6 separate regions of the Mus musculus genome follow, and all the other regions are linked to region 1. The links are chromatin contacts, called in public Hi-C and HiChIP or PLAC-seq maps. All regions are on one chromosome and are shown on one strand. The core of a region is the stretch at or near the end of the contact, and the rest is flanking DNA. Distances in the headings are between cores, read along the strand shown.

Region 1 (4,343 bases), core at 696-3,195:
AATTCAAAGGAAAAAATGTAATGTGAAAGGGAATCTCAGGGTGTGGAGAGCGGCTCACAATGCAGAATCCAGAGCCATTATTCCATGTGCATGTGAGGTTAGTAGCCCGAATATATAGATTTAAGGAGTCTCCGGCAATTAAGGGTTGGGTTCTCTTTTCTTTTTTCTTTTCTCTTTTTCTTTTTAATTTTTTGGAGCTTTAGTAGAGGAGTCTCTGTGTGGAGAAGCTGGGGGCAGGCTCTGTCCCTCCGTGGAGCGTGGTCATTCCCAAAGCGTCCCCTTCCTAAGGGGAAAAAACGAGGAGGTCAGGGTTTGATTCGAGTGTCTCCCGGAGGGTTAGCAAAATGCATGCCGGAAAAAAAAATATAGATATCTCTATACCAAGTCGTTATAAGGAAAGGGGGAGGAAACCCTGCATTTCCCACAGAGTACACACCAGAGGAATTGAAAACAGCTGGCACCAATCTATAAATAATTCCGAAAAGGTCTGCCTATGCCGTTCCTGGGACAGGCATGGATGAAAGGTGAGAAAAGCCAACCTGAATGGAAGAGAGGGAAGAGGGAAGTGGAAAGCAAGGAGGAAGGCAGGGAGAGGAGGCTCCACACAGCAGTTCACACTCACACACACGCGCGCGCGCGCGCATGCACGCACACCATCCCCACTTAACTCGCCAGTGAGTGCGGCCCCCAGCCCCATCTGCAATGCTGCTGACACGTCTGGCTCGCTCTCCTCATCTCCTCCAGCAGCGGAGCCTCCTCCCACCCCGGGCTCGTGCTCAATGGGTTCTGATTGTGCACCGGCCGCACACTGGGCATTTCTTGGATGGGGCACACTGACACGCGCGTACACACGCCCCCGACGCGCACGCGCCCCCGCGCGCACTCACACTCACCCCCGCGCACACTCACGCCGCCGGCGCGCTGATGTGCAGCGCACCGGGCTGCACCTGCAGCCAGAGGATTGGACTGGAGGGTCGCAGCGCGTGGCTCCCGCCTCTGGCACCGCTGCCCAGCCTCTCCCCTAGAAGGGATTAACCACCTCAGAAAGACCAAAGGCAGTCCTGTCCCCTTCCCCCTCCCCAAAAATATCCTTTTGTTTAAAAGGAAAAATAAAAAACCATCCAAAATAGCAAGTGCCCGGTGCTGCTGGATTGGAAAGCTGTACCCAATACCAGGTTGGTTAGCAGTGCCAAGGCTTCGAGCCTTTATCTGCCTGATTTCTCCAAACCCTCAAAATTGAGACTCCAAAGCGGGCATTTACGTACCGGTTCTGCACCTCCGAGGTGGCAGTCTCCGGAGAGGGGTGGCGGGTGTCGAGGGTTTGAGACGTTTTCTTTCCTGCAAAGCAGGATAAATGGATCAGTCTCCTGGGTTGGGAAGTTCACTACGACTCTTTGCAGAGCAGAAGGAAATGTATTCGGATGCCAGCTCCGCTGGATGCCGGGGATAGAAAGGCAGCTTGACCCGAGAAGCGCTTCTCCATAGAGCCAAGCCCCGAGATTTCCTAGAGGTGAAGGAACCCAAGGAAGTGGTGCTGGAAAGGGGGTGGGGGAGGACCTTCCTTTCTCAAAAAGGGGGGGGGGGAGTGGAGAGGCAAGAGAGCCCAGATTCCAGTTGGTGGTGATGGGAGCCGGGGGAGGGGAAGCGGGCGGGGGCAAGTCAAGCGTTCGGCAGCAGGAGAGGAAGAGCAGGGGAGGAGGGGGAGAGTAAGAAAAATGGGTATTAATCACCGGCGACGCGGGGAGGGCGGGGACATCAAAGGTCCTGGTCTTGATTTGGGTCTCACACCCAGGAACGTGCCACTCAAGCGCGCGCTCGCGCGCGCACACCACACACACACACACACACACACACACACACACACACACCCTACCTCTCACACAGGAGGTTCAGGAGGAGAAACCCAAGAGGCAGGGTGTGTGTGCACGCGCGTCCTCTTGCTCTCCACCCCCCACCCCTCCCCACTCCCAAACCCCCTCCATCACCCCCTCACTCCCACTGCTAAGACTCTTGGCTGAGGCTGCTTCTCACGTCATGAGCTGGGGGAAGTGGGGTAGCCAGGGGGTGGGAAAAGCTTAACCCGAGGCCGTGGTGCCTCCTCCTGGCAGCAAGAAGGAATAGCAGCGAGATGGGGCGGCTTAAGGGAGAGGGGAAACAGTGGCCACCTTGGACCACCGCGCAGGGCTGTGCACCTCAACCCGAAGGCCATGCTGCAGACTGACACTGAAACCACTCCCCTGGTTCCATTCAGCAGTCTCTGCTTAGTACCTGCTTTCCGGGTGCAGAGTGCAACTTGATGACAGGATTCTTGTCTTCAGGGAGCTTGAGATCTGTCTTCAGTGCAGGAAATTGACAGTTAAACAATAGGGAAGCAGGTAAATGTAATTAAAAGGCTGAATTGTACAGCAGTGTGTGTGTGTGTGTGTGTGTGTGTGTGTGTGTGTGTGTGTGTATGTGTGTATGTGTGTGTATGTGTGTATATGTGTGTGTGTATGTGTGTGTGTATGTGTGTGTGTATGTGTGTGTATATGTGTGTATGTGTGTGTATGTGTGTGTGTATATGTGTGTATGTGTGTATATGTGTGTGTGTGTGAGTGTGTGTGATATTTTCCGGCTGCTGGGAAAGATTTGAGGACTTTGGGGTTCTTTTTTAAGTGGATTGCGTTATTTAAAGATCTCAAGCAAAAATGATAGACAAACGAATGTTTCCCATATGAAATGATTTTACAGCACTGACTAACCCAGCTTCTCTAAAACGGAAAATAGCAGCCATTTCTCTCCCTCTTGAGCTGTTTTATGTTTTGGGAGTCCTTGTGATCACTTGTAGTATTATCTATTCTTCAATATTAATATCCTTGTAGATACATCCTTGTTATTCTCACCCATTGTCTCTGTTACAGTGGAGGTGAACTTTTATGGCAGTAAAACAACGGGCTTCTCACTCACCAACCTGGGAGAATGTGACCGGAACACACAGGGATCGGTCCCATTCCAAGCAGCCTGGAACTCCGGTCTACGGGCCAATGCGCACTGGCCTCTAGTCCAGTCAGCACCAGGAACACCTCAGGCGGGTTCTCCACAGCAGTGTTTTTTCCCGTTCCCTGAACTTTGTCAGGCTAATTCTTGGCATCTAATGTTTTCACGACACACAGAGGAGAACACAAATATCGCGTATTCAAAAGCAATACCGTGTGCCTCTCTGTGACCATTCCCATTCTTTCCCGAGACAAAGTGAGGTTGCGCATCTACTCCTTTGGGAAAGTGTGGAATGTGGTCACTGCTCTCTGCTGGATGCACACAATGGCCGACTGGACCCAATCATGTGCATGTTCTAGTGACTGGAACAAAGGCAGATGCCCTAAGCCAGGACACAGTGAAGCACGCTGCCCTTGCTCTTACAGTAATGTTTTCTTTTTTTCTTTTGAAATGAGATCTACACCCACTTAGGCACCCTTGTGGGTTGACTGGTAACCTACTATTCTAAATATGGCTATCTTTTACGTTTCACCTCGTGGGCCACCCTTCCCTCCCGATGCCCTTTTCCAAAACTTGCATACTACTCTTATTTGTTTTCATTTCTCCTGTTGCCCAAACCTAACATTTCCATTTCAGTCTATCCACTTTCCCTAGCAGAGAGCAAAGAAGGAACACACATCTCCTCTGCCCGTGGCGCAGTCCACGGTGCTCTCCTTTGGGAGTCTAATTCCAGGTCGTTTTCATCATCCAAGCCTGAATTGATTTCTGTAAGCATTTCAAGGATTTGATAGTGAGAGGTGGCATCTGGCCATCTCACTCTCCGAGTCTACCTGTTCTGTGTAGAGATGCAGAGCATGGTTCACTCCGCTGACTTTCACAGTGACTGAAAGATATCTCGTGCGTAGATCATCCCGGTATGTAACATATTAACATCAGCACGGTGGAGAAAGAGCTGACCAGTCAGAAGAAAAAAAAAAAAACATCCCTGAGCCATCTGCGTTATGCCATACAGTACTATTGGCAATTCAATCATGATAGTCTCAATCACACAAAGGAACCATTATTGACCTATAATAAAAAGGCAATTTCATGAAACTCAATGGAGAATTGTATCCTTCAGTGTCTTTCCTGTCTTCCCAACCAGCTGCTTAGTTCCTTGTATGAAATTATTTTTTCTGAGAATTTCTTACATGAGTATACAGTACTTGGTAACATCCCCAGGCCTCCCTGCCCACTCTTTCATGGACTCAGTGATTCTTGGGTTTTTCTGAGGCTTCTGACCTGCTTAGTTGTTCTGATGACAGGACTAAGACATCTTAGGAAGCACAGAGCTAAATGAGAAGTGCTATCCTTCCTCCACGGCATAC
Region 2 (4,343 bases), core at 651-3,150, 470 kb before region 1:
TTAATGTGACTTTGATTTCGGTACAAATGCCCATTGGATTCCACACAATGATTTCCCAGCTTAACCAGTGAGAGTCACAGGCTGCTAAGTGCTGCCCTGGCCAAGGAATGCATGATCTACGTTTCTCCTGCTCTCCCAAGCCACCAGTTTAGGTAACAGTCATTTAAAGAAGAAGTATCCTAATAATAGGCCTTGGAGCTGGTGTTTAATTACACAGTGTTGAACTTAAGTTAAATGACATATTCCCTCATGAGTTACAAGTAACGTAACTACAGAATCGCTGAAGGATTAGTTAAGACAGTTGTAATTGAAAAAGAAATATAATTAAGTTCAGAGAAGTCAACCGTCTCTGGAGCAAATCCCTCTTCTAGCAAAAGATTTCCTCTCGTGTGTGCCCCACTGGCTAAGCATCTTCCTGACAGGTGGAAACTGAAGTTACTCACAAGGTTACTAATTTACCCGCACAGTTATTTGGGCAAGATTGGTTGGATGCAAAAACCAATCAGCGTTTTTAGTTTTCAGGACGGGCCCTGTCTTCAGTGTGAAATTGGGGTCATTTTTGTCTTAAAGGAAAATTGTCCCAGCTATACAGGGGGACAAAGAGCGAAGCTGTACCCAGGTCTAACGGGAATGGGTCAAGAGAAGGAGAGCAGATGCGTGATAAAGATTTTATAGGGGGAAAGGACTGGAAATGGCAGGCGGGGGGCGGGGGGGAAGAGAGACAAACGCTAGTAAAAGAAAGAAAGGGACTTGCTCAAGGTGTGGCTGGGCTCGTGCTGACGATGTAGGGACAAAGACATGTAAGCTGAGAAACGGGACAGGGACAGATAGTGTGTTCTGTGCTTAGGAGGCAAGGAACCACGAAGCTCTGCGCCCATTGAATGGCACCAGTGTTTCAGAAGGCACGCCCCTGCTTAGGAGGCGTGGTGAAGTGCAGGAGTTGGGAGTCCAATTGGAGTTGAGGGTGTGTGAGCAGGAGAAAGAACAGGAGCTAGTGATGGCCGCATGAACAGTGGCACCCTGTGCTGCGGTGGCATCCAGGCAGATGTCAGTGCAGTTTGCCAAGATGAACTCAAGGAAGGTGAGGAGAGAGGGAAGATGGACTAGTAAATTGTTTACATTATTAGATGTTGGCATTTAGTCTAGGCTCCGCCCCGCAGTTATCTAGCAACAGTCCCATGTGTGCTTGACTCACTGTAAAAGGGGCTACTTGCCTCCTCCTCCTCCTCCCCCTTCCCCCCCCCTTAATTCCCCTCCCCATGCCCTGAATAAACTCTATTCTATACTATACCTTCATGTGGCTGGTCCCTCAGGGGAAAGGGATGGCTCAGCAAGGGCCCACAGAGGCATCCCCTTCCCCCACACCTGACTGCACCTCCACCAAACATATTTCTTCTCTCCCTTATATTTTTATAAAACAGAACACTAGTGAGTTAGTTTAGAAAGCTACGCTGGTTATCACCAAGAGACGCCTGGGTGTAGCAAGGATGAATCTGGGATGATCGCTCAGACCTGATTATTAGTATAGATCTACAATCATGAGCTCCAGCAGACAGTTCAATCAGTGTAAACAGAGAGCGCTTGCGGACTCAGAGCCCTTTTTCGAGACTGCCAATTCTCAACATTCCCTAAAAGTGACATAATACTACTTAGTGATGCCTCATCTCTAGGATGGATTAGCAATGCCGCTCTCTGCCCCAAATTTGAGGAGGGCTGTATGAAATAAGAGTCTGACGTCACATCTTTGTGTTTATTTTGACCACTGTTGTTTGGACAGCAAGTAGGAAAAGGTGGAGGAGAACAGAAACTGGAGCAACCGGAACAGAACATGTAGCTGATGGGGACAGGAAACGCAGAAGAAGAGGCAGGAAATACATCAGACGTGACTCGCCAATACAGCAGGAGGCCACAGCGGGGCAGACCAGAGACTGCAGAAAAGGAAGCAGCAGAAAAGAGGGCTGACTAGGCAGTTCTGTATCGTGATTGAGGGGAAACCCTCATGACAGTCTCACTTACTCAACTAATATTGATTGAACATCCACTCTGTCTTGAACATTTGTCTAAGTCCTAGGGGATAAATCAGTGAAGAAAACAAGATAAATATTCCCCATTTATAAGACAAACGTCACAGATGACAAGGGATCAAATTCTGAATCTGCCACTTCTTTCTTGTGTGGCCTGGAGAAGTTATTTAATCAAAGCAAGTTTTAGTTTACCAGTCCATCAACTGTTGTGATAACGGTCTGTGTGTCACTGTGTAGCTGGAAGCCACAGAAACATAATGTGAATCACTTGGCTCAGTGGACGGCACCTAATTATCCTCAATAAACGTTAACTACACTAAGTAGGCTGTGGGCTACTTTTTCCAGAGATGTGCATATGATGGTAATTAAAAGAGATCTGATTACAATTAAAACTGGGTCTGTGATTGGGGGTGGAGGAATTTCTCAGGATGGGAGAGGCCTGGAGTGTGTGTGTATGTGTGTGTGTGTGTGTGTGTGTGTGTGTGTGTGTGTGTGTATGTGTGGATGAGTGTGCTGAGTGTGTGGATGAGTGTGAGTGTGTGTGTATATGAGTGTGAATGTGTATGGATGAGTGTGTGAGTGTGTGTATATGAGTGTGAGTGTGTGCGTATGAGTATGAGTTTGTGTGTGTGTCCGCACGTGCACATGTATAAAAAGCAAGGAGGAGCAGGCTGAGTGTGTGGACCTGGGGCAGAGCAGAGTATCTATGGGTTGGCCTTGGGTGGAGCTGTAGGTCAGACTCATCTTACCCAGAGGGTCAGTCAGGTGAGACAGTAGCCTGACCTCCATACTCTTTTATTATATTTTCTACATATCTGTTTTTGGATCACACTGCTCACCCACTCAGGGAAGAAGTCATGAATGGGCAACTCCACCACAAGGGCAACCGTTGTCCCAAAAGTCAAGGCAAAAAAGGATTTCTATCATTGAGGCAACTGGAAAAGGCTCGAAAGAGAAGGTGACTCTTAAGTTGACATTTGGTGGGGTAATGGAGTCCTGGCAATACCAAGGATGCTTCGAAGGTGTTCACGTCCATTCACAGGTACAAAGTAGAAGACACAGATGGCTTAAGGTATCAACAACCAGAATTCTACTGTGTGGTCACCTTGCACATTTGAAGAACAGATGGGCCTGGAACTCTGAGGGGGAAGAAGAACCTTCAGGACACCATTCGTTGCCATTGTGTTGCTCCTGACCGAGTAAGGGAGGGCCTGACCTAGACTGCAGGGAATTTTAGGCATATTTCTGAGGTCGATTTGGCTGAGCTTTGCAACTGTCACATTCTTGAGATGGGAAATGGGGGAAGTCAAACCTGATCCAGCCTTGTGTTAACCAACCTGTTGCTGTGATGGAATACCCGAAGAAATCAGCTTATAGGGAAGGAAGGTTTGTTCTGGTGTGCTGTCTCACAGGCCTTACTCCACAGCTGGTTGGCTTCATTGCTTTAGGCCTATAGCAAGGGAACAGTCTGTAGTCTAGCAAAGCCACTCAGCTCATGGAGGCTTAGAAACAGAGAATAGACCTGCAGAGAAACATTCCCAATGACCTGCTTCCTTCAATTATGCCTTAGTTTTTTTTAAATTATTTTTAAAATCTTCCACTTCCTAACTGTGTGTCACCAGTAGGTGATGGCATCTTCATTGCTGGGACTTTTGGAAGACATTTTGTACCTAAGCCACAACAAGCCCAAACATACAAGAGAAGGACAGTGGCTTTATAAGAGTTGAGAATTTACAGGGTTACAGGAGGCTAGAGGCTTTATAAATGAGATACTGCAGTAAGCATCTGCCTCTATCTTACCCATGCTTTACCCAGTGCTCATTGAACACTGGGACATTGATCCACCCAAATGTGATGCTTGGGCTTGTGAGAGTACAAGGTAGAAAGGCTGAGATTCTTATCTTGAACAGACATTGGTTCTGGACCCATGGGTGCCTCTGTTTCCCCTTTCTGTTAAAATTAGTTAAAAACTGCACACAGCCTGCTGTATTGTATGTAAGTCACATGACACAGCTTGTCCTGCATGAACTGGCCAGAAAAGAGACTGTCATGAAAACGTGATTGGTTTGTCCACATCAAATTCTTCTTATGCTGGCAGCATTATAAAGAATCTACTGTGCTATTCCTAGTGTGAGAGAGGTGGGGTTATCTCAAGATCAGACCAGATTCCAAATAATAGAATTACACTCCCTGTGAGCCCTGTCCCCTCCTTTCCCGACCCTCTTTTCTCTCAGCTGGCCCTCTTCAACTTTGTTGTGTTCCTGTGTAGATGGTTCACCCCTGCCAGACTCCACCTGGGAAGGACCTGCATTTGGGAGA
Region 3 (4,343 bases), core at 575-3,074, 430 kb before region 1:
ACCAGAAAGACACAGGAAATGCCTTCTGGTATCTACATCTGAGGATCCTTGCCCTCCACCTCTTCAACCAGAAGACCGTGGCAGGACAGAATGAAGGATGTAGAAACAGACAAACATTTGTTTCACTTTCCTTCCTCCTGGAATAGAAAGAGCACTGCCCTACATCTGTCTGGTGTTGTGCCACATGTAGGGTGACATCTAACTGTAGCCTACTTCATTCCCGGAGGCATCAAAGTCCCACACAATCTTCAAATGTTCCCTTATCTCCAACTACTTTAATTCCTCCCTCATCTTTACCCAGTGCAGGTTAAAGTATGTCTCCTTGTAATTCTCATATTAAACCACACCTTTATGGTAGCTTAGGGTGTGATTTAGAAATTGGGTCATTGCAGATGCAATTAATAATGGCAAAGCACACTGCAATCCCCAGCAGGCCCCTAACCTCATGTGATTGGCCTTAAGAAAAGGGTGGATGCAGAGAAAGATGAATACAGGAGAAAGACATTCATCCAGGTAGGATGAAAGTAGAGATCTGAGTGGTGCTTTGACAAGTCAAGGAATACCTAGTGGAACCAACAAGAAGAGAGCACCAAGAAGACACATCAAAAGCCATTCAACAAGCATACAGAGGATTCCTCCTCATCACTTCCAAGTGAAGCTTCCTGTACTGATACCTGTAGTGCCCAGAACTTCAACACAACGAATTCAACTGTTTACATCACACCATTCCTGTCATTTGTTATGGTGGCCCTAAGAATTCAAAACGTACTCTCCAATCTAATCATATCTTGTGACATGCTGATTTGGATAAATAGAGGATAAAGGTTGCTATTTCAGAACAGCTATTGGTGGAGGCCAAGTGGACACTCCCCTTTACTTTAACTCACCATCTCCAAACAGCTGCAGGATAGCAAGGTCCACCTGGCGTTTCCAACCAGAGTCTTTTTGGATAGCAATGCCATAGCCCGTAGAAGCAAAGACCTTGCCACTGCCAATGGTCACCAGCTTGCAGCCTTCGTCTCTTCCAGCCATGTAGTTGAGCACGGCTGCATCGTAGATGAATGCATCAAGTTTCCTGCACAAGAAAGAAGCGAACCAACATATACTAAGGAGGAAATTACACAACAGTACTACCTACTGGGGCATTAGTCTGAAGTGGTAGGGTTGCAGAAGCTATGTGGAGGACTGGCTCACAGTAAGGCTCAAGTTGGACTATTGTCAGAGTCTAAAGCCTGCATCCCAGGCTGCCCTTGATGGGACTTCAGGTTGAAAGGAGTTGTTTCTTTTATTCCCCCCTCCCACCAGGAGTGATAAGAATGTAAGTTGGGCCTGAGGCCAACTCATAAGCTGTGTCTGAAAAGGAGAAGGAGTAAAAAGGAATCAATAAAAATAATAACAGAAATAATGAAAAGTAAGCACCGCAGTGATAACAAATAGCACGGGTAAGAGTTATATAACATTTTTCATTTCTCAGTTCATTACAGTCCAGAGTGGGGGAAAGTGTAGGTGTATATGTTTCAGTAGATATGTGGCTATTTTGGTGGTCAGAAAGAATTCAGCATTCTCTTGTGCTGTGTGACTCTGCTTTGAGGGGCCAGGCTGGTGGCAAGCTCGTGTGAGAGCACATTCACAGCACTGCAAGAAGGTAGCATTCAGAAGGACCAAGGACTTTCAGATTCCTAAGCCTACATGCACATTGCGTGAAACATTGAGCTTTGCAAAGAAGGGATGCACCAAGAAAAGATGGGGTGGGCTAAGAGCGAGGCGGCATGCACCAATCACTGTTTCCAAACGTTTCCACACCGAAAGGCTGAGGGAGCAGTTCAGATAAAGCCATGCAAGTGACAGGCATGAAAGTGAGCAGGGCATGCAAGCCTGCACAACAGTTACAGGCTAGGCATCTTTGTCACTCCTCAAGAAAAAGGGAAACAAACAAACAAACAAACAAACAAACAAGCCCACAAGCCCTTTTTGATATGACTAGCAACAGGCAATTTCACAAAATGCATCCTATAAAATGCAGGTTGGTGGCATGCCCAAACACCAAGCATCCGGTATAATTGAGAACTATGCGGATCCCGTAGTTTGGACTATCCAGAGCACTCCTACCCTAACCTCAGATCCTGTCTTCTGAAACCTGTTGTGATTTTGTTCAGAACAGTGAGATTGAATGCCTCCACATTCTAAATGGCCATAAATCTAGGTGGTACTTGGGAACCTTAAGACGCAAAGGTGGCCAGAGGAGGTCCACGGTCACCATAGGAGAGAGGGAAACAGCTGTATGACCCATTGGCCTCCAAATTTCGACATTTACAGTGCTCAAGTGCTGGCCATTCTTCATAGCTTTCACTTTCTCCAACTAAAGGACAAGTGTGCCCAAATCGCTGCATTAACAGCTTGTGAACAAATACACTCTGGGTACAGAGAATGGCTATCAGGAGTGACAATCAAAGCTGAAATTGGGGATCAATCAACACATTTCTACTTGTTGCCGTCTACAAATTTTGCACACTTCCTGTTTCATTTCTCCCTAGACACCGGAACTGTCTATTACACCTCTTAGACTACAGCTCATGTGTAACAGATATGCGCTCTCTCCTTGACGCTTCCTTTTTAGTTTTTGATCTGTTTCTTTTCCACTCCATGCCCACATTCATGCAAGCAGAAAACAATTTGCAGGATGGTATATAGAAGCAAGTAACATCATAAGAACTCTTGTACAAGGGTTGGAATAATGCCATCAAATTTGACTTGGAAACAGTCTTTTGATTTAATGAGTATGGTTCAAGTTCAAACTGTGTCCAGTGGATGTGAGAGGTGTATCACTCTGAGCTTGGAGGCCGTTCTTACCCTGTTTTCAGGGAGAGCAAGGCATCATCTACACCCCTTTGGTTGAACTTTCCCATGTAGGCATGCATTTCTGCATAGTTATTACGGATATTCCTCTCTGTGCTGCCATTGGGCACAGTCCCAAAGCGGAAAGGGGGTGAGAAGTCATTAGGTCTCTGGAACTGGAGAGAGAAAGAAAGACAGAGAGAGAGAGACAGAGACAGAATAAAGAAGAAATGCTTTAGAAAAATGTGAAGAGACATTAAGTCAGCATTAGTGAGTTTATAATGGAAAGGAACCGACTATAATTCACCAAACACATTAGCCCTCACTCAGGAGCAGTAATTGCCTTCTGGAAGTGGACTTCAGTTCAACTCAATTTAATACGTATTGTTGAGAGATTTCTATTTGCCCAGTCCCGAGTTTAATCTGTAACCCTGTGTGTTCCTTCTATGCATCCGACACAATACCAGTGATGATGGGCCTGAAAGTGGCATGATATAGTTTGTGGTACATTAGTCACTTTTATTTCCAAAAATTGTCTAAAATCTGCACTCAGGCCTCTTAATTCAGAGGCCCAATCACATTGTCCTTCTACAATTAAGGTCACACAGCATGTCAGTCATGGAAATAATGTTTGAATATTGAATATATTTTGCTAAGAAATTTTCTTTTGACCTTCAAAGCACTCAAAATTCTGTTGATCCTAAACCAGCTATTGGATAATTCACATGTTATTTTAGCTATGTTCCCTGCTTGCTTAAACACTGAGAGTGTCTCTCCAGTGCCTAGCACTAGAATTTAAATTCCTTGGATCCTGTCTCTATGACATCAGCGTTATTCATAGCTATTACCCTTCAATGAGTTGGGTCTTAATGATGCTTCCAGAGCACACAATTTGACCATTTGGATTTTCACAGCCTCACCAAATTCATCTCTTTAATACACACTCACCCTTCTCTTTGGGCCAACTCAGTTTCTTCATTTTAAAATATAGCTCAAAGCAACGGCTTTGGGGAACCTCCTGTGAATTCTCCCTTCTATCAAGTTGGCCCAAAATGATCCCTCAGTACTTGTTATTCTGGTTTAGAGTCCTAGATTGATTCTATAAATTCAGCGACTCCCTATGTCTACTGACTAAGTACCGAGAACTAGACCTTCATGCGGTCATTAATAGTTTAAGCTTGAGATTAAAACAGATATGATGACCAACTCTGCCACTTACTACTTAATGACTGTGTTCCTTGACAGAAAAGATGTACCTCTTCTTCCTCCATAATAAGGAGTTGATGATGCCCAGTTTTCAAGAATGTAAAATAAGTACTTGGCACAGCACCTGATAGATACACCATAGGGTTGCCTGACACAAACCAGGTCACTGGGTTAGAGGGTTTTCAACTGAGAAAATGCCTGGAGCAGACTGAACTGTAGGCGAATCTCTAAGGCATTTTCTTGATTAATGATTGATATGGGAGGGCCCAGTCTACTATACTAGGTGGTCCTGGATTTATCAA
Region 4 (4,343 bases), core at 1,144-3,643, 380 kb before region 1:
TGGTGACATAGGACTCATGCTCTTGGAATCCTGCTAACAGGGCTTAGCACTCGGTGAGCCTCTTTGAGGATAAGTTGGAGGGGCTGGATCCCTTCTGAGATGCAGTGTTAACATCAGAAACAACAGTGAGGCCATTTTGATTATTCAGGCTTGGTTAACTGTCAGGTGACTAGCTAGATATATGAGGCCCTGTGAGTCTGTTCCAGGGACCACACAGCTAATCCCAACTCAAACCAGCCACCCACTTAAAGAAAGCAGAATGGGAAAAGGGTGGTTGTTTCATGCCATCAAATTTGAAGGTAGTTGCCAAGTAGCAGAAATGTATCAAAATATATTATTTAGGGGAAAGCTTTAATACATATACCAGGCAGAACCAACAAGTGAGTAAAGAGGTTAGGAGACTGCTCATTCATCAGAATTCTGGCCTTGCAAACACGAGAGTCAGAGTCCCATTCCCGGAACCTACTTTTAAAGGCAGGATATGGTGACACACACTTGGAATGCCAGAGCTGTGAAGGTGGCGACAAGTAGGTCCTCAGGGCTTACTAGCCAGGCAATTTAGCTTACCCTGTGTAGTCCAGATCAGTGAGAGACCCGATCACAATAAAAGGTGGGCCATGACTGAGAATAAGCACCAAGATGGTCTTTCATCCTTCAAATTCAAGTGCACGTATGTGCACACATATGTAGAACACACACGTGCAACACCCATGTGCAACATAAGAGGGAAAAGCAAGCAAAAACTAATAGACAAGAACAGCAAAACTTCTTCAGTAAGCACAGCGCTGACATCTTTCTTAATTATAGTCCATTGAAACAGAACTAACCTTACAATAGGAAGCTGCGGAAGCAGTCCCACCTCTCCCACTGAAGAGCCTCGTGAATGTGACAATTCTAACCTTTGGGCCTCTTAGATGCTTACTGTAAAAATGGGAGATTGTAATTTTATGTCTATCTGGCTATATGTATACATGTATCTTTCTTATCGCACAAAGCTGATAATACAACCGGTCATATATGGAACTGCCGATGTACAAATGTTACTGAAATTAGTTAGAAACATTGAGTTACATCACTTGCTGACAACGTACTTAGCCAAAGCAGGTGGGCTGTCGAGGGAAGATGCTCCAGGGAGGGGACCTAGCAGCAAGCTCCTTCCTATTGGGTGATGATGGCTAACAGGTGCTTCGCCACCGTGAGCATCACTGATTAGCATTGATTTCTTTAATGAGGTGCTATTTCAGGCAGCACTCCTGTAACTCTCCTCCTGCCCCACTCCCAGTGTTTAGCACCTCCTTTTACATTCTGCTGAAGGTCAGGAGGAAACCTGGTCTCCAAGGAAGAAGCTCAAGGCCAGGAGTATGAAGACAACGGTCATGCTCCATCTCTGGCTAGCTCTGGGATTTTGTCCATTCCCATTGCAGAAACGGATTCTCTCTCTGTAAGGCGTAAAGGTCACAACAGTTGTCAGCTTATCAACAATGGGTTGGAGAAAGACCAGCATAATAATGCAAACAGAAGTAGCTTGAAGCTAGCCATCCCTGAGCTCAGCACAAAGTCAAGGTTAGTATGGGAGATCCCTCAGAGAGGCATACCTGGAGTATAGAGAGTGTCAACCACACTCCAGGTCCCAGGCTAAGCGGTAAGGGTTGAAGGAGGGAACGAGGAAACTGACATTTTGTGATGTGAGACAATTCGCCTGCAGCCACATAATTAATAAATGACTTAATTGAATCCCAATCCTTACTGACCTTCTTCCAATGCCCAGATTTGCCCAGTGCTGGGCAGCCTCCAAACGACCTGTCCGGAGCCTGTAGGAGATTGGAATTATTGGCTAGGTAGTTTGCCATTAAGTAGGGTCATCAGCTTGTGGCTAAAGAAACAGATGATCACAAAAAAAGGGCTAGGGGAGAAAATGCCTGTTTACAAACACAGCTTAATTAATTAGTCAACTCAGACCAAGCGGAAGAGGCGGCTTCCCAGATGTCTGACATAGAGAATTAATTAACAGAGAGGCACCAGTCCCCAGGCCTTGGGTTCATGTCCAGACCACATGGTGGAATTAAATTACTAAATTGCCTCAGTGCTCCTCACCTTAAAACTAAATTGTCCCTCAACTTAACTAAAGCCATTTGACTGAAAAAAAAATATTCATTGAAAATGACAACTGAATTGAAAAGCCTCTGCCAATTTAAAGCTTTAAATGAAGCTCAAAGAGCAAGGCAGAGAAGTTTCTAAGTACGTTTAGTGTAACATTAGAAGGTTCTAGAATAAAAGTGAAGGTGAAGTTAGGTTGAGCGGCACAGATAAAATTCCACGTCTATACTTGCCACTGTGGTTTGAATACGAAACACCCCCCACAGGCTCATGTGTTGAATCACTTGTCCCAAGCTGGCAGAGATATTTTGGGAGAGCCTGGGAGCTGTGGAGGGTGGAGACTAACTTGAGGAATTAGATCACTGGGTGGATCCTTGGCCGCTGAGTTTTGTCCTTCCGTTATAGTTTGAAAATGTAATGTCCCTCCCCAGGTTAATGTGCTTGAACTTAAATTCCCAGTTGGTGACAGTGTTTATGGAAGGGAGGAGAATCTGTAGGAGGTGGGGTCTAGCTGGAGGATGTGAGACACGGGGGCGGTGGGCTCTGAGCAGTTCAGGCTAGCCTTGGTTCTGGACTGAGTTCTCTCTGGTTTCCATCCTCTGCGACATGAGCAAGAATCCCAATGTTCCCTCCACCCTGGACCAAGCTACTCCCACCACCATCAACACTGCCGTGCCTTCCCTGACATGAAACTATGAGCCCAAAGAAATCCTTCCTCCTTTGAGATGCTGCTGGCCATTCATCAAAATGCAGAGAAAAATCCCCAATCCATGTCCTCTCTGCTTCCTGACACCCATGAAGTGAATCATCACTCCTTCATAGGTTCTTGCTACCATGACATTCTCCTTCAACATGTTGTAGCCCAGAGTCATAGCTGTGGTCTCTGGCTTGACATTTCTGCATTCCATCAACAAAGAAAACCTTTCTTCCTTCAGTCCTATTGGGTATATTGACACTGCAATGAGGAAAACGGGGGTGATCGAGGCAGGAAACTAAAATCACTGTAACCCCCGTTAGGGTTTGTCACTGTCTTGCTTGCCTCATCTTTCAAGCCACAAGCCAAATATTCTAGGGAAAGGCAAAGCATCCAGATGCCTCCACTTTCAACATCATTTTGCTTATATAAGATAAAGGATTCCTTAGGCAGGAGACAGAAATATGAGTCTGTGGGAGTCACAGCTCACCGGGGTGGACCGATGCCGGAGTAAATACCACAGAGCCAATCTCCAGTGAAGCAGTATAACGTTTCCAATCCTGTGTGGGTCTGTGAGGAAGTCACATTCCAGCAATGCTTCCGCTTCCACAGTTAACATTTTCTGGGGGTGGGAGTGGGGCTCCAACAAGTGTTCTTTAGCCTGTTGTTTATATTTCGTCAGTTAATTTCCATGTATTCTGCACTGTGTTTGGATCTCATCTTCTGTCTAATTAAGCAGAGGGAGTTAATAAAGTATGAAGTGACTTTGGGCCACAGAGTAAATAGAAGAACATGCAGGGGCATTGGGGGAGAGGGTGGGCACACAGCAAAGAGTCCAGGGGTCTGGAGAAAGGGGAAGTGGACACCGTGGAGTTCAGTGCACACCGTGGGGTTCAGTGCACATGAATGTTGACTGTCTGATCTAGCTCTGACAGCAATCTAGAGAGGTGTCAAGTTTGTGTCCGAATCCCTTATTCACCGTTAAAACTCTTATTTTTCAGAACAACTGTAATGGGATTTCTAAGCAGCATTTAATCTAAACAACAGTGTCATCCTGTGGAGTGCAAGAATTGAGAGCACTCATCTCTAGCAAGCTCTTCCTTTTACAACTGGGAGATGGGGAAATATATCATGATTCAAAATCTAAAATGACCTCAAATTCATGCGCAGGAATGTTTTTCTGATAAAGGGTGCTCACTCAGCCTATCTTCTGGGAAGGAGCAACAGGAGAGGCAGGAAGAGGATACAGTGTGAGGCCACGGTCCATTGCATGCATGGGCATCTACACTCCCTATCAGCCACACCTTCAACCTGTCTTGAGGGAAAAGAAGCCCTCACTTTTGGGAGCCTTCATCTTAGAAGGCTGTGGCTTTGTGCAAGTCTGCAGATTTTTTCATCAATGGGGAGTAAGGATAAATGGTTCAAACCAGTGGCCTTTAAAGTGTGACCCCCCCAGATCATCCCTCCCACACCCATCATCATCATTATCATCATCATCACTGCCACCACCATCCATCAGTGGCAACAGCAGCAGCAGCACCAGCACCAGCAC
Region 5 (4,343 bases), core at 628-3,127, 350 kb before region 1:
AGATCAAGGAATATGAGACGGAGAAAGAGTAATCCAAGAGAGGAGTTCATCGTACAAGTTCATCTCAAAAGCAGCAGCACACCATCTCTTCTGGCTTATCCCATGCCTGCTACTCTAAGCTCCGCCCCCATCTCTTCTGGCTTATCCCATGCCTGCATCTCTAAGCTCCGCCACCATCTCTTCTGGCTTATCCCATGCCTGCATCTCTAAGCTCCGCCCCCATCTCTTCTGGCTTATCCCATGCCTGCATCTCTAAGCTCCGCCCCCATCTCTTCTGGCTTATCCCATGCCTGTATCTCTAAGCTCCGCCCCCATCCCTTCTGGCTTATCCCATTCCTGCATCTCCAAGCTCCGCCCCCATCTCTTCTGGCTTAGCCCATGCCTGCATCTCTAAGCTACGCCCCCATCTCTTCTGGCTTATCCCATTCCTGCATCTCCAAGCTCCGCCCACACTTGGAAGCAGGCTGAGCTAGAACTTTGGTAAGAGCAGGGGCCATGTCCAGGGAGTATCTCATTGCAGCATGCTCCTCATAGTCTTCCCTGCCTCTTGACCTTCTTATCCCTTCTGCTAAGTGCACACAGTCCTTGAGAGAGAGAGAGTGAGCTGTCACATTCGCCTTGATTTTTCTCTTAGCCTCTGATGCAGGGGTCTCTATGACTGAGTCCTTCACCTATGTCTGCGGACTTAGACTAAAGCTGACTGCATGCTGACAGCACAGGGGGGTAAAGGCCAGACTCTCACAGACTGCAGAAAAGCCAGTCGGGATGGATTTGTCTGTGCTCTGAAATGTGGCTACATGATCCTTGTGGTTCTCTGAAGAACCAGTTCCACTCTGAGATGGAATGCTTCTAACTTCAGGAGTAGGATGTGGGAGAATCTAAAATGCCACTTTCCTGGAACAGAGAGAGACTAGGCCCTCCCCTCACATCCTTATTTAGAACTTGCACAAATATACAAGCAATTAATGCCATTACCTTCTTCCTTTCTATCTGGAGCGCTGAACTAACACACTCTCTCTCTCTCTCTCTCTCTCTCTCTCTCTCTCTCTCTCTCTCTCTCTCTCTCTCTCTCTCTCCCTTCCTCCCTTAATCGCTGTCAGTTTTTTTTTTTTCATTTTACATTTAAGATGTGACGGCATTTTCCTATTCTAAGGGGAGTGGGGTTTTTGTTTTTATTTATTTTTCTGTTGTTTGTCTGTTTGTTTTTAATTCTACACTTCTTTCTCTTACTCCCCACCAACATACCTTTTTGAGCCCTCCTTACTCTTGGTTGAAGCCTTCTCCTCTGGGCCCACTGGTACTTTTGGATCACTCCAAATCCTCTTGCAACGCTTTAAGGTGTTAAATGGTGGCATATTGTTTCTATATTTTGTTGCCTGAGAAATAGAGGGGCCTTCACCCAGTGTCTATTGTTTTCTAAGGTGAAATGGGAGACTTAGTGTATTACAGACTGAGGTGGTTCAGACTTCGAAGACATAGCACAGAAGTCTCAGTCGCCCTCTAGAGACCTCAAGATGAACTGCAGGGAGGCACCAAAAGGCCAGATAAACTGGGTACCCCTTAATCCCAGTGTGCCCTTTCCCAAGGCACACATTTTAGCTCTTAAACAAGGAATGGGTGCTTTCTGAAATCTTCTCTGTTCTTGGAGATGACTCTCCAGTGTCTCCAGGGGTGGAAATGGAGAACGTGTAGTGCAGCCAAAGGAGACTGCTCTCCTTAGCTCCAGAAGGGCGATAGTCCGCTGCTGCTGCTGCTCTCTCTGATATTTAGAAGATTCTGAAATCCAGAATTCTACAGAAATCTGAATCCTTAAGTGCTAGGAGCCAATTTAACCTTTAGATGTCCCATCTTTCCTATAGGACACACAGATCACATCTATGATCTAAAAACAGACAGAGAACTTCCTGTTTTATATCCATCTGCACCACGTCCCTGTGTAAGGTCACATTGGGATGCTACAGGGTCAAGTGAGGACAAGTAAAAAAGTGACATAATTGCCATAATTAACAGTCAGGAAAGAAAGCCAAAAGATGTCATGTTCGCTTATGACAGCAGATTAGAGAGGCAACTTACCATACATAGCTCGTAGTGAACAATGAACATTCATGCTTTGTTGGGAAACGCAAGCATAAATATTGAAATGGTTACAAAAATTCATCTCATTCTCTATGGGCTAGCCACAGCATAACAACAAAAGGAGATCAAATATTAACACCACATTGCTCCGTTCCATGGGTAGGAATGTGCCTGAAGTCTCGGCACAACAGCTTTATAAAATTTCAGCAGAGGGTCTATCGGCATAATTTTAAAAAATTAAATGTTTACTTGAAGTCAGTCATGGTTTAAACTTTCCCCAAATAATGTTTCACAATTGGTACACATACAAGTAGCAACTTTCTCTATGAATAATCGCATTTCCAGGAGGCCCTTTGAGGCTGGGACCATATGGCTCAGAGCCACCGCATCCTGGCTCACGGTTCCCAGAGCACTTGGTATTATATTCATTCATTTGCTCATGTGTTAGCTCCCTAGCCCCGCCCACCAGGAAATGAGCTCCCTGAAGCCAGGGAAGGGGTCAGTTTTGTTCAAAACTGCCCTCCCCTGGTCTCTGCCAATCCCTAGAAGAGTGCTTGGTGCATTCATCTTCTGTGGGCCACTTAGAGTCTCCTAGAGCCACTGGGACAGGTCTTAACTCTTTCCTGCTGGGCTGATGGCTTTCTTCTCTCCTTTATGAAAGGATAAAGATTTGGTCTTCTTTTAAAGCTTAATGGCTGGGAGATAAAATGAGAGTAGGGGACAGAAGCAGCGCAGCAGCTTAAGTATCTATTAAACAGATACTTCCCCCCGGGAAAAGAAATGTCTGTTATAAACCATCCCTGGGTTTTATAGGTTAAGCCTCGGATGACCGGACTTCATCTCTAGAGCTTCCTGGTAGAATCTGAGAGTTAGCACTCCCCAGAGGTTCCAGGGTGGAGCCAAAGCTCATGCCCAGTCACACTGTGGGAATGTTAATGTCTGTGGGCCACAAAACACTATGTACGTATCAGGTGTTGCTGTAACTCAGTCTCCCTCTTCGCCAACATTTCCTTTATATGCAACCCTGAATCTGGCTTTGTCTTTTATCATTAAACAATGTTCTCCTGTGGAAGGAATTCCTTTATGGTTATAAGCCGGTCTATCCACCGCAGATGGAAGAAGCCATAAAGGGGAGTCCTTTATGACCAACCACAAAGTTGTGGTTTATTACAATGAAACAGGATCCAAGTATATCAAAGAGCACAAGGACACGCTCTGAGGTTTCATAAATAGGTGTGCCTCCTTATGTGCTTCGGCTGCTATTGAAAGGCTACTGAGAGGCCACAGAATGCTTAGTCTAAACAGTATTTCCAATACTCCCGTGACTCTGTGTAGCCCTCGGACTGCTGGAGACTTGATCTGCCATGATCTTGCTACTCATTAGTATTTGAACTGTGAAAGTCCATGAGCAAAAAGTCATATCAAACCTAGGTCCTCAAAAATACTAGACAAGTGATCAATCCCTCAACTATATCCTGTTTCCCAGAAGTCATCTCAGAATGACAGGAGAAAGGATGCTCATTATCAATTTGGGGGTTTGTTTGTTTGTTTGTTTGTTTGTTTTGAGACAGGGTCTCAAGTAACCTATGTTGGCATGGAATGTGCTACATACCCAAGGATGACCTTGGACTGCTGATCTTCTGGCTTCTGCCTCTCAAATGTGGAGAATAGAGCCACATGTCCTCATGGTGGCTTGTTCAGTCATCATCAAGTACATGAACAATTTCATTTGCTGCTTCCTAGCTTTGGTCTTGGTTCAAGACCAAATTGAATTTGTTCTTAGTGTGTGTTTCTATGTGTATAAGGGGTCATTTTCTTCTTTTCTAGAATCTGATTCAGTTGTATCATTTGTTTAAACTGTGTTCAAATGCAATCATAGTGGACACATTTATGATAAACCTTGGTACATGACAGGTACTATATTAAGAATTTCCCATGAACTAAAACTCATTTGATGCTTACAGCAACAATTTAAAGGAAGGCACTGTTACTCTCCCCATTTGATAGATGAAGAAACTGAGGTACAAAAAAGATGGACCAGAGAGAGATCCCAGGGATATTGAGGGAGGTTGGTTGTAATTATCCTGGAATGTAGTCTGAGTGGAGAGAGGTGAGGGCTGGGAAAGGAAGGCAGAGCGGGCCAGCTTTGAATGTTGTGACCTGGACACTGCAGTGAGAAGCAGGGCCGGCCTAGTTCTAGTTGCTCTCATGTGTATGTGGTGTTCCTATGTGGGCCTGTGAGTCTGAGTGTGAAGGCCAGAGATGAA
Region 6 (4,343 bases), core at 1,126-3,625, 310 kb before region 1:
ATTGAATACTTACGAAGCACTTGGACAATAGTAGGCACCCTGTAGATGCTAGCTTGTCTGACTCCTTCAGTCCTGAGACTTGCCAGGTGTCTCCATCCTCACTCATCACTTGACACTCCTGCTCTTGTCCCAAATGCTGGAATTACAAGCCCACCAGCCCTTACAAGAAGCCCCTGCATGAGTCCCCTCCTTCCTTCTTTTGTGCTATGGAGCCTTATCGTTTCCTATGCAGATCTCTCAAACAGCCTGTCTCTGAGACCTCTGTCTTACATCCTCAAGATCCTTAAGTGCATCCCTACTATAGACTCCATATTGCTGTGTCAGCCATTGCTTCCAAAACTCCAATGGCTTCCTACTAGCTGGAGTAAGAGCTGAACTTGACTCAGGGCCCTCCCTCCACACCTTGACCCCCATCTGCACAGCTGGACTTCTCTCCCGTTCTCCAGATGAGCCATTGCTAAAGTCAAGTGGCTTCTTTGCTGTCTTGGAACAGATGCATTTGTCTGCTTCTCTACTGTTCACTTTCATATGAATGCAATTTGAATATTGCTCCTGCTTAATAGCCCCGCTAAGCTCTTACCCACCTTCTCTCACTTTCTTGCCCATGCAGGCCTCCTCCCTTCTCCCCTCCCTCTGTCCTCTAGCTTGTGGACTACATTTCAGTAGTTCATGTACTGTTCCTACAGCCCATTTTATTCCTGTTGGCTATTTAACTTTTCATGCCCGTGACTTGAATTCTGTGACAGACAATGCACTATTTAAAGAGTCAAATCTCATCCTATTATCCTCTTGCAGAATCTAAATTAGTTCCTTTCTGGTGCTAAGTGTTCAATAAACACCTATCGATTCGTTAGAACTTCTAGAAGACTAGCTTGGAAAGTGGCTCTCACTACTTTCTGGCTTTTCCATGCATACACACACACACACACACACACACACACACACACACACACACGCACATACGCACACACACAATGCACATACATGCACATACGTGCACACACGTACACAATCAATACACATACACACACAGAGGGAGAGGGAAAGGGAGAATGTTTCTTTGGGGGAAAGTGACTCAATTATTGATTTTAGGGAAAAAAAATGAAGTATCAAAAACTGGTTTCTAAAAGCAGTGAGAGAAAATGTAGGTTGACCTCATTCTTGTGCAGGTCCCTGTAAAATGTCTCCTTTTTTGTTTTCCACATTAAATCATCCCTAAAGTCAGCTTTACCTTTTGGATCACGTGACCTGCTTGCCCTCCTGTCCTCTCACGGCCCTGAGAAAGCAGACATAGGTAAGTAAACACATTGGAGAGCCATGGGAAGAGAATGGCGAGCCCTGGTTGTTTCTGAGCAGTTTTGTTATAGAAGAAAGAAAACGATATCGGGCTGTGTCTTGTTGATCATCTAAGGTGACTGCCTAGTGGGTTGCTTTGAGTTTAGAAAATTGAGGCACCTGGAACATACGTAAAAGGTAATTCTGGGATTGTTTTTACTAATGTGAATTCTTTTATCAGTTTAGGAAAGAAAGAAATATAACTCATTTTGCTTATGACATTACAGATGAGAGAGCTTTTTTTTAAGGAAGGGGATGAGGGAAAGGTATGTTTATATATTTATTTCCTAGTGTCTTTCTAATTATCGAGAAAAAGAAAAACATCTTTGGTATACATAGGAGAAACTATTAAATTTTCACCTGGTTAGGTACACATACTTACAAAGTCTTTCCCTCAGCTCTTCTCATTATCTGCCAGTTACAAGAGTCATGGGAGGGGGAGGTTAGCAGTCAATAGTCACATGACGATTTTCTTCATGTGTGGACCAACTCCTGACAATGCAGCATGCTGGCATCTACAGCGATGCCTAAGGCTTAATGCAAATAATGGGCAAAATGGATATTTCATGGGCAGGCAACTGGGAGCGAAGGCATCTCAGAGCTATCTGCAGAGCAGAGATGCGAAGGAGCTCAGGTGGAAACCAGCAGGTATTGCTACTAAGTCTCTCTCCACCTGGTAAAGACCTAATCTCCGGGAAAGTAGAGGGATGTTAATTTGATTAACACTTGCCTGAATTCCCTCAGCCTCCCAGGCAACCAGCATAAACAAGGGAAATTTAACATTTGGGGCAACTTTCTTCCCTGTTTCCCAGTCAGTACAGGTTATTCTGATTATATGAAATTAAAACACGTTCAATAAGAGTGTGTGTGTTCGGGGGAGGGGGGGCTGTAGCAAAACGGCTTGAAGAAGTGTGGTGTTTGATATCTTCAATTAGGAAAAAAAAAGGTTGGGGTGGGTGTCTGCGAGGTAGAATGGGAGCGAACAAGCACACACTGGAGAGAAATGAAGAGATGGAGAGAAGATGAAACAGCATGCGGCATGCTGGGTAGCATCTCCATGGCAACCGCATTGCACATCCAGAGCACTGCCAAAAACAAGTCAAGATCCAAGTAAGTAGGTGTTGCAGAAAGAGGAGATAAGGGCCGGCTGTGGACAGGAACCACCTGGAGGAGATGAATTATCTTGAGGGTTTCATGCTTCTCATTTCTTTGCCTAACCACACCTGAGGCTCCAGTTGGAGCGCGAATGCCTCTAAAGCAACCCTGCTGCCAAATCTACATCTTAGGCAGGAAGGTCTCAGGACAGCAGGGATGAGGTCTGAGGCACTCCAGCTGGAGCCAAAGAGGAAAATTATGAATGAGGATCCCAATCTCCTTGCAGCTAATTTGTTTGCTTTCTTAAGCCATTATTTAATCTAGTAATTTGCACCGAGTAACTAGATGTTGTTCTTCATTTTTCAGGTCCAGTAAGGAGGGGAGGCTACATGGGTGAGGATCTTATTGAATGTGGAAAGTTAGGTCCTGTCAAGACAGACACTGCATTCCCGTACTACTGTCCCTTAGTAAAAACCTATGCCTGTAACTTACAGGAATTCTACTTTAAAAACATGCTCAGGACATCCCTGGAGATAGTAAATGGCTGGAAATGTAGTTTCTGGGCCATTTTAGATTACCCAGCACACGTAAACTGAAGGATGGTGTCTATCGTGGTTCATAGGTCTTCCTTCACACTCAACTAAGAACAATTAAGATCTTTAGAGCTCTTGTGCCTCCTTTAAAATTGCAGCCTGAAAACATGGCTTAAAGAAAGCATCGCAGGCATGTACATGTTAGCATGCCATCGGCCCTTGCAGGTTTATTGTAAGAGATCAAGCTGGGTCCCTGATACTTACCCAGTAATCCTGGTGAATGTGCAGATCTCGGGACCCTAGTCCTAAGACTAGGACTCTATCGATATTCCTCGGATAGAACCCGAGAACGTGTGTTGTCAAGCTCTCTTGCTAGTTCTGCAGTGTAGATGGTTCTGTAAACCATGAAATGGGGGCACTTATCCCTCCTCTTCTGCTCTAATGACTCTGCTACTTGTGGCTCTTTGCCTGGATGAGAAGAGTCTTGCCTCAAGCCCAGGAACGGCAGAGCTGTCAAACCTGCCAGAGAACTGTGCAAGGTAGACTTATAACTCAGTATCAAAAGAAAAGCACAAATCTGAAAGCAACTCAGGGCCACTGGCCAGAAAATGTTAAAGGAAGGGGAAGAGGTGAGATAGGGAACAAGAACATAAGCTAGGAAGGAAGTGAGAGGAGTCGGTTCTTAGTGTTCTGAACCAGAGGTAAGGACGCCCAAGCCCTGCCTATCCATGTCCATTCAGGTGCTCTCCTCATGTGAGAGCCTTGCTATGGAAACTATAAGCAACCATAAGAGCCTTTGCCCTCATTTAACCTGCAACTTGGCTCTCCCGCCTCTCAGTAACGTGAAATTCACTTGCTAGGGCATGTGACAATGGTCAAGTGGGAACAGAAAAGTGAGAAGCCACGTCTCGCAGGCACTCACTGCTCCAGGGAGCTTGCATGTGATGCCGGATGTGATGCCATATTACAGATGAGGAAACGGGCTTGGCCATGGCAAAAGACTAGTGATGTCAGACAGGTCAGAATTTAAATGAGATATGCCTAAGCCCCAAAGTCTATTTCTGAACCCCAGCCCACCAGCTCTTTCCCACGGTCTAGTCTGTAATTTGAAATGACTACATCAAGGATAACCTTCCTGATCACATGCCTACATCTCTTCTCTCCTTCCATCTTTCTCCAGAACTGAAGGAACTGGTACAAGTCTCTCTGTGTGTAGGGTAAAGCTTCCTTTGTGACTCTGTTAATCTTTCCTCTTATTCTTCCTCATTCATAATACTTGAAACAATGTGCACACCATTCTTTGGATGCATCTGGCTTGATGTCTGGTTATATAAGCCTGTATTAGAAGGCATGGAGTATAAGCATCTACATACCTTAAGT

What was found. A called contact is a pair of places that touch in the nucleus more often than the background predicts. HiChIP or PLAC-seq counts read pairs in DNA pulled down with a chosen protein or histone mark.
Region 2: an H3K4me3 HiChIP or PLAC-seq map of embryonic stem cells shows a contact between it and region 1, with 5 times the contacts expected there. The contact joins the enhancer-like site here to the promoter of Grin2b in region 1. A contact is called at or near these places in 3 of 39 promoter capture datasets (embryonic stem cells, hippocampal neurons and stem cell-derived epiblast-like cells), 1 of 484 Hi-C or Micro-C datasets (pancreatic cancer cells) and 5 of 115 datasets of contacts at active chromatin or transcription factors (astrocytes, embryonic forebrain, embryonic stem cells and 1 more).
Region 3: a contact with region 1 is called in a Hi-C map of cerebral cortex, with 8 times the contacts expected there. The contact joins the enhancer-like site here to the promoter of Grin2b in region 1. A contact is called at or near these places in 1 of 39 promoter capture datasets (neural stem cells), 1 of 484 Hi-C or Micro-C datasets (cerebral cortex), 5 of 115 datasets of contacts at active chromatin or transcription factors (SST interneurons, VIP interneurons, astrocytes and 2 more) and 1 of 9 other capture datasets (liver).
Region 4: a Hi-C map of forebrain shows a contact between it and region 1, with 5 times the contacts expected there. The contact joins the enhancer-like site here to the promoter of Grin2b in region 1. A contact is called at or near these places in 2 of 39 promoter capture datasets (the 3T3-L1 cell line and second pharyngeal arch cranial neural crest), 3 of 484 Hi-C or Micro-C datasets (cortical neurons and forebrain), 5 of 115 datasets of contacts at active chromatin or transcription factors (SST interneurons, embryonic forebrain, embryonic stem cells and 2 more) and 1 of 9 other capture datasets (adipose tissue).
Region 5: a contact with region 1 is called in an H3K4me3 HiChIP or PLAC-seq map of forebrain, with 6 times the contacts expected there. The contact joins the enhancer-like site here to the promoter of Grin2b in region 1. A contact is called at or near these places in 10 of 39 promoter capture datasets (cranial neural crest, embryonic stem cells, frontonasal cranial neural crest and 5 more), 10 of 484 Hi-C or Micro-C datasets (cerebellar granule neurons, cerebral cortex, cortical neurons and 5 more), 7 of 115 datasets of contacts at active chromatin or transcription factors (PVALB interneurons, VIP interneurons, astrocytes and 4 more) and 1 of 9 other capture datasets (adipose tissue).
Region 6: an H3K4me3 HiChIP or PLAC-seq map of forebrain shows a contact between it and region 1, with 3 times the contacts expected there. The contact joins the enhancer-like site here to the promoter of Grin2b in region 1. A contact is called at or near these places in 3 of 39 promoter capture datasets (embryonic stem cells and liver), 1 of 484 Hi-C or Micro-C datasets (cerebral cortex), 8 of 115 datasets of contacts at active chromatin or transcription factors (SST interneurons, embryonic basal ganglia, embryonic forebrain and 5 more) and 3 of 9 other capture datasets (adipose tissue, embryonic stem cells and liver).

Annotation. Positions count from the first base shown.
Region 1 is chr6:136,171,600-136,175,942 of GRCm38.p6, forward strand. Grin2b (glutamate receptor, ionotropic, NMDA2B (epsilon 2)) reads right to left here and starts at 1,946. Exons shown (of 15, transcript NM_001363750.1): 1 at 1,874-1,946; 2 at 1,266-1,338; 3 at 1-283. Gm26653 (a long non-coding RNA gene) reads left to right here and starts at 1,429. Exons shown (of 3, transcript XR_378074.4): 1 at 1,429-1,510; 2 at 2,255-2,375; 3 at 2,901-4,111.
Region 2 is chr6:135,699,226-135,703,568 of GRCm38.p6, forward strand. Gm38911 (a long non-coding RNA gene) reads left to right here. Exons shown (of 2, transcript XR_869507.2): 2 at 1,778-2,344. Among named protein-coding and RNA genes, the nearest start is that of Gm38911, 12 kb to the left of the region's middle. Within about 2 kb of position 1,901, at least 24 of the 459 cell types and tissues checked have an H3K27ac peak or open chromatin away from gene starts, as enhancers often do. A contact at or near this core is called in embryonic stem cells, where this site is marked.
Region 3 is chr6:135,738,072-135,742,414 of GRCm38.p6, forward strand. It overlaps Grin2b (glutamate receptor, ionotropic, NMDA2B (epsilon 2)), which reads right to left. Exons shown (of 15, transcript NM_001363750.1): 12 at 2,851-3,011; 13 at 888-1,075. All of the region lies in intron 1 of Gm14329 (a long non-coding RNA gene), which reads left to right. Among named protein-coding and RNA genes, the nearest start is that of Gm14329, 7.4 kb to the left of the region's middle. Within about 2 kb of position 1,825, at least 4 of the 459 cell types and tissues checked have an H3K27ac peak or open chromatin away from gene starts, as enhancers often do. A contact at or near this core is called in cerebral cortex, where this site is marked.
Region 4 is chr6:135,795,143-135,799,485 of GRCm38.p6, forward strand. All of the region lies in intron 6 of Grin2b (glutamate receptor, ionotropic, NMDA2B (epsilon 2)), which reads right to left. Among named protein-coding and RNA genes, the nearest start is that of Gm14330, 55 kb to the right of the region's middle. Within about 2 kb of position 2,394, at least 9 of the 459 cell types and tissues checked have an H3K27ac peak or open chromatin away from gene starts, as enhancers often do. A contact at or near this core is called in cortical neurons and forebrain, where this site is marked.
Region 5 is chr6:135,826,649-135,830,991 of GRCm38.p6, forward strand. The region is part of intron 6 of Grin2b (glutamate receptor, ionotropic, NMDA2B (epsilon 2)); the gene reads right to left. Among named protein-coding and RNA genes, the nearest start is that of Gm14330, 24 kb to the right of the region's middle. Within about 2 kb of position 1,878, at least 17 of the 459 cell types and tissues checked have an H3K27ac peak or open chromatin away from gene starts, as enhancers often do. A contact at or near this core is called in PVALB interneurons, VIP interneurons, cerebral cortex and 2 more, where this site is marked.
Region 6 is chr6:135,857,271-135,861,613 of GRCm38.p6, forward strand. All of the region lies in intron 5 of Grin2b (glutamate receptor, ionotropic, NMDA2B (epsilon 2)), which reads right to left. Gm14330 (a long non-coding RNA gene) reads left to right here. Exons shown (of 3, transcript XR_003956535.1): 2 at 1,222-1,294. Among named protein-coding and RNA genes, the nearest start is that of Gm14330, 7.1 kb to the left of the region's middle. Within about 2 kb of position 2,376, at least 28 of the 459 cell types and tissues checked have an H3K27ac peak or open chromatin away from gene starts, as enhancers often do. A contact at or near this core is called in SST interneurons, cerebral cortex, embryonic basal ganglia and 1 more, where this site is marked.